Linked DNA regions of Zea mays: region 2 is linked to region 1. Evidence: chromatin contacts called from public Hi-C data. All regions are on one chromosome and are shown on one strand. Each heading gives the region's core, a stretch centred on a gene start, on an enhancer-like site or on the middle of the called end of the contact. The rest is flanking DNA. Distances are from core to core; before and after follow the strand shown. Region 1 holds the start of LOC100383476. Region 2 has its middle 37 kb from the start of LOC541806.

Region 1 (3,095 bases), core at 139-2,638:
AATTGATTTTTAGCAACCAAATATTATAAATTATTAAAAAGGTAAAAAAAAAAAGTTAGCTCCGTACTCAATTTTCCCAATTGGTACAATCAGTAACTTGGCAAGTGTTTTTTTTTTAAAAAAAAACTCTTGCGTTTACTATAAACTTAAAGTATCTTCCAGCTGCGAGTTGGGTCCTAAATCAATATGCTCCATTTATTTGAAAAAATAGAGAAAGCGTGGTTTGATTTAACTGGCCTCTGAACTCATTTTTTACTAGCAAATTCCGTGAAGCACTATTACGATTATATACGAGTAACATCACAACAATAAGAAAATACTTTCGGTGATGTAAGCATGTAGCGTATGTATAACAAGATTGTTGTCATGTGGAAAAGTTTGTTATTACAAGATTTGGCGTACAAGCCTGGTATATATAAAAAACAAAATGGAGGTACTATTGTCCTCACGTGGAAAAATAATAATGGAGGTACTAGTGTTCAAAGGAATGGCCCGAACTGGGTGATAACACAATTATATTTACCAAGCATTACTAGTAGTAGCCTCGTTCTAAACTAATACTCCATTCGTTTTTTTATTTATCGCAGTTTAGTTCAAAAATAAACAACCGACGACAAAAAATATTAATAGTATATTATAGAAAGAGTTGTTGTATGTAATATTAATTCGTATCATATATCTTCTGGTTTGTATATAAATTTAATTAAGTTTAAAATAGTTTGACCAAGGATATCTATAAAATTTGATTTATTTTGGAGGGACGGAGTAGGAGACAAAAAGCAAATGATTGAACACTCGAAAAAAAAAAGAAAAACAGACAGAACCGTGGCAGTTTAGACCGCTGAAAGGCCTGCGGCGGGGGACAGGAGGCGGGCACGGACCTGCACGGGGAGCGCGTCCATGTCGGCCCGGAGCGCGACGACGGGGCCGGCGGCGGCGCCCGCGATGGTGGCCACGACGCCGGTCTGGGCGACGGGCCACCGGTACGGGACGCCGATCGCGTCGAGCTCGGCCCGCACGAGCTCGCTGGTGCGGAACTCCTGGAAGGCCAGCTCGGGGCGCTGGTGGATGCGCCGCCGCACGCCGCGCAGCCACGCGGCGAACCCCGGCGCGCGCGCCTCGCTGAGGAGGTCCGCTGCCGCCGACGCCGCCTCCTCTGCCGAGGCGAGGGAGAGGTGCGAACAGAGCAGTAGCAGCGGGAGGAGGAAGCGGGAGGAGGAGGAGGAGGAGGAGGAGGAGGAGGAGGAAGAGGAGGAGGAGGCCATGGTGGAAGTGGAAGTACGAGGATCGCCCGGCCGGTGGCAACGGGCGATCGGCAAAGGTGGAAGGAGATCACTTGGAGGAGAGACGCGGGAGTCGGAGGCAGGCAGACGGCTTCTTCAGTCAAGAGGTGGAGTGAGGTGAGTGAATCGAACGGCCCAGCGATTTTCGTGGCTTTCGAGAGGGGCCGAGTCATCGAGCAGAGCTACCTGCCATTTCGGGTTCGGGATTAGCCTTGGCGTTAGCGTTAGCGCGGCCGCCGGCCAACTAGCCTGTGTCGTTATCTAAGCGCTTCTTGACGACATTACTTTGGACGTACGTGACGGAATCATGAAAAGACAAGTCATATATAGCTGTTCTTGGCATCCTTCCAACAACCCTTTTTTTCGTATTTCTCATCTAGACGTAACTTCTTGTTTCAAATCCATACGTATCCTTGTGAATTGTGATTTCTACTACATTTGTTTACGGTCATCTAACAAAGTGGCGCTTAACAACCTAGGCTAGATACCTGTGCCCAATTACATGGCGTTAGAGAGGGACATCACCTCAACTTGAGTACGGATTTAATGAACAGAGATCACGAGGGTATCTACAGGTAAACAAGTGATGCATGCCACTACTCTATGGCAGTAGATTTCTAGTTTGGATGTCTGATTTCAATTTCATTCCTAACATATATACGTGTCGGCATGGTTAGGAGAAAAAAAATCTGGATTTGTCCACGATCAAACCCATATTATCATAATTTACTTATCACATTCTCTATATGTACCCGTGCCTAATGCATAATAATCAATGTTATCAATATTTATTGATTTGCGTTGAACTATTACCACTATACGGGAGATTCGAACACACACTACATTACCATATTTCCAACCGATACTTAGCATCTGGGACTATGGGGTGTTTGTTTGAGATTACAATCTACTCAGCTTATATAATCTAACTTATTTTAAGTTAAATGTTAGTTTAAAATAAGTTAGATTATATAATCTGGCTAGATTATAACACAAACAAATATATCCTGAACGCCTCATATTTAATCTCGGTTGTATGAATCGATACTAAAGATGAGACTTTAGTACTGGTTCTCGGCATAAACAGGTATTAAAACTTACATCTTTAATACCGGTTTGTTGCATGAAACGGTACTAAATGTTTCTTTTTAGTACTGGTTCTTTGCTAGAACCACTACTAAAATATCGAACCCAGATTTTATTATATGTTTACTTACATTAAAATGGATATGTACAATAATATATATATATATATATTCAATAATTATAATTATATATATATATTCATATATACAAAACGGATAAATTAATAATAATATATACAAATGTCTATGAAGTTTGGGCGTTCCAGGCAGGGGTCTTGCGCGTTGTCGACGTCTCCTTCTCCAAGCTCTAGATGGTTCTCCTCTGCACGCTTTCGGATGGTCCGCAATAGCGCAGAGGATCTTCCTCTTTGTGAAGAATCCTGGAACTCGCCTCGAGAGAGATCCCATCGAAGAGGATAGTTCCAAGGCGTTGCTTCGGGTTGGCAGGCCGACCGGTGTTCCTCTAATCGACGTAGAGTCGAAGAGAGATTGTTGGGGAATACTCCTGGGAATTGGAAGAACGATATAAATAAGATAAAATTGATAAATAGATTTGATTAGGTCGACTGTAGGGGATTCAATCGGTCGTAGCCCTTCATCTATATTAAGGGGAGGTCTGGACACGTTACAAGTCGGTTCTCGAGTTAATCTCGTAGGTTTAGCTAACAAATCCCGCTAGAAATCCGGAACCCTAACTAATTCTACGCATGCACTGACCGTCCGCGTC
Region 2 (3,379 bases), core at 788-3,287, 590 kb before region 1:
ACACTAAAAACTCCCCCGTTTTCCCATAATCAAAATTTCCCCCCCATAAGAGAGCAGTTTTTGCAATAAAGTATTCTTACACTAAAACTTTTATAGAATTGACAAGTGATAGCTGATCGAGTTGCTTTAGCCTTAATTTCTCCCCCTTTGGCATTAAGCACCAAAACAGAAGAACTATTTGGCCTTTCTAACCCCATTGCCTCACAGAAATTGCAAGTAGAACCAAGAGCAATGAGAAAAACGCAGATAGTGACTTGGAACAAGATATATTGATACCGGAATACAATGGAAGCCTCTTCTTTGTCCAAGTTCACCTGTCCCCTTTCAATCTATCTTTGAGACTATATAAAAATCACTCAAGCAAACATATTAGTCTCAAAAGGTCAAGTTGTAGTACATCCTTCCCCTAAACATGTGCATTAATTGCGTAAGGACTTGTGAGGTCTGGGGATGACATGTACAACTTGAGCACCAAAGTAAGTAAAGACAGAACATAATTGCTTAAAAGAATATCATCAAAGGCATAAAAATATATGTATGCTATAGATCAATCTAAGTTCCACGAATCTAAGACATTTAGCTCACTACGCAGCCTGCAAAACCTCTTATCATCTAAAGGCTTGGTGAAGATATCGGCTAGCTAGTTCTCAGTGCTAATATGGCAAACATCGATATCTCCCCTTTGGTGGTGGTCTCTCAAAAATTGATGTCGGATGTCTATGTGCTTAGTACGGCTGTGTTCAATAGGATTACCCGCCAAGCGGATTGCACTCTCATTATCATATAGGAGTAGGACTTTGCTCAGATTGTATCCAAAGCCCTGGATGGTTTGCCTCATCCAAAGTAGTTGCGCGCAACACTGACCTGCGGCAACATACTCGGCCTCAGCGGTGGATATGGCAACAGATGTTTGTTTCTTAGAGCTCCAAGACACCAGAGACCTTCCCAGAAACTGACAAAACCCTAATTTGCTCTTCTTATCAACCTTGCACCCGGCATAGTCGGAATTTGAATATCCGATTAAGTCAAAGGTAGACCCCTTTGGATATTAGATCCTGAAGCAAGGCGTAAAAACTAAATATCTAAGAATTCACTTCACGTCCACAAGATGACATTCCTTAGGGTTGGATTGAAATCTAGCACACATGCATACACTAAGCATTATATTCGGTCTACTTGCAGAGATAAAGTAAAGAACCTATCATAGACTGGTATGCCTTTTGATCAACGGACTTGCCTCCTTTGTCGAGATCCAAGTGTTCGTCGGTTCCCATTGACGTTTTGGTGGGGCTTTGCGTCCTTCACCCCAAACCTTTTGAGCAGGTCTTGAGTGTACTTCGTTTGGGAGATGAAGGTTCCTTCCTTGAGTTGCTTCACTTGAAATCCAAGGAAGTAGTTCAACTCACTGTAATACCCAATTTGTAAGAAAATATTAAAGGAGAAATTATTTCCTCTATATATATGTGTTATCACTATTTACCATCACATGTGAACATCTCATTTAAAAACAAATGGTAATAAGGGACATGCCACTAAATTGTGCATCATGCTGAGGTTTCATTTTTTGTGCATTTTGTGACAATATAAAAATAATGTAAAAAGAAATATGTTAATACCCAAATTGGAATTTAAGTTTTAAAGGAAATTCTAAGATTTGAGAGAAGATAAGAAAACCACTACACAAAATAGAGAAATAAATTTATAAAAACATGAAGTCCTTCTCATATTAGTATATACAATTTGTACATTTAATGAGTATATGTTCACAGTTAAAACTGAATTCCATTTGAGTTCTAAAAACAAAAAGGAAAAGAAATCAGAAGAGAAAAAGAATAAAGAAAATAAAAGGAATGGAGCGTGGGCTTAAATCGCGGAGCTGGCCCACCTACGGATCCCTCCGCGCGGCCCATTCCTTCTCCGCGCGCGGCCTGCAACCATTCCCGGTCCAACTAGAAGTCTGGTCGGCCCAGAGTCAATCAACCACGCCGACTAGTGGGACCTGCACGTCGGTCTCTCACGACGCCGTGTCCTTCCGCTCGCAATCGTCCCATGGATGAAGTATGGGCCCAGACGCTTAGCCCTGGTGCCGTCACTTACCCCGGGCCCCACGGGCCAGCCGTCCTTACATTCATAACAAACCGGGCGCAAGCCATGGTGGGGAGCGAGCAACGTCTGCCGAGCTCGGGCTGAGCCCAACAACCCCAAACCCTGGACCTTCCCCTGTCGGTCACATAAAACCCATCCTCGGGCTCGTCTGCGCAATTCGACGTGTGCATCCCGTGAGCCGCCATCACAGTGAAAAGGAGAGAGAGACCAGGGCCGCCACGTGGTAGACTGGGAGTCAGCGTTGCTGGTGATCTGAATCCGGGTCGGGGTGCATCACGGGAGCGGGGTGGTGCCACTCGCGGGCGCGACAGGAAGAACCGGGCGTCGCGGTGGCGAGAATTGCTCACCGGAGCCTTTTCCACCGCTGGAACCGCATTCCGCCGCGACAGGGCTACCCACACTTCAATACTCGGTGAGATAGCCTCCCCTAGCCCCGCGATCTTCTCTACTACGATTAGAGCCCATCGGGACGGAGTTCCGGGCGGATTTCGATCTTTGGGTTCTAGCCGGTGACGTCCTCCGCCGGGTATGGGAGCGTCGCCGCCGCTGTGGACGTCGCGTCGGGGAAGATAGATGCTGGCCATTGATTCGGGCGTGGGTGGCTATGATTAAATCCAACATAACGCTTCGGCACGAGTGGTTCGGGAGTGTCGGATCACAATCGTGCGGGCAGGGCGCAGTCATGCGTGTTTTTCACCTGAACCATCGATCTCCGAACCTGCGGTGATCGCATACCCGTTCGGGGAAACGCGGATGTAATGTGGACCATCTGATTTAGATCGGACCGCTAGGATCACCAGATAACGCTTCCCCGAGGTAAAATTGTAAATGGGCCCCTGTCCTTTATATATATCAACCTGCCGTCCACCACGTGTTAGATCTGAGTCTGTGGGGTTTTTTGCGAGTTAGCCCCTGACCTTTCCAGTATTGACGCGCAGTCCAGATAACAATGAAAAATAGATAATTAATTATAGAAATTGATTTTTAATACAAAAATAATTCTAGAAACTTGTATAATTCATATTTAATTCATTTTTGCTCCAAATTGATCCATTCCAGTTGCAATAATTTTGTTTTAATATTGTTCATCATCTAGTACCACTGTTTAGCCATATAACTTGGAATAAAATTGTACAGTTGAATTAATATATTCTAAGTGCTAAATAACTTTAGAAATTCATAACTAAATAACCGTAATTCTAAATTTAGTAATTCTTGTTCCTACGATCTCGTTGCGCAGCGTAGAATATTACCATACATTCTGATCTATTGT

The links. Hi-C and Micro-C count contacts between places; a contact is called where the count stands out from the background.
Region 2: a Hi-C map of leaf shows a contact between it and region 1, with 6 times the contacts expected there. The contact joins the enhancer-like site here to the promoter of LOC100383476 in region 1. A contact is called at or near these places in 3 of 25 Hi-C or Micro-C datasets (endosperm, leaf and tassel).

Annotation. Positions count from the first base shown.
Region 1 is chr7:26,745,246-26,748,340 of Zm-B73-REFERENCE-NAM-5.0, reverse strand. It overlaps LOC100383476, which reads right to left and starts at 1,388. Exons shown (of 5, transcript NM_001176124.1): 1 at 882-1,388. The coding sequence starts at 1,265.
Region 2 is chr7:27,340,134-27,343,512 of Zm-B73-REFERENCE-NAM-5.0, reverse strand. No RefSeq gene overlaps it. Among protein-coding and RNA genes, the nearest start is that of LOC541806, 37 kb to the left of the region's middle. Within about 2 kb of position 2,037, at least 18 of the 20 cell types and tissues checked have an H3K27ac peak or open chromatin away from gene starts, as enhancers often do. A contact at or near this core is called in leaf and tassel, where this site is marked.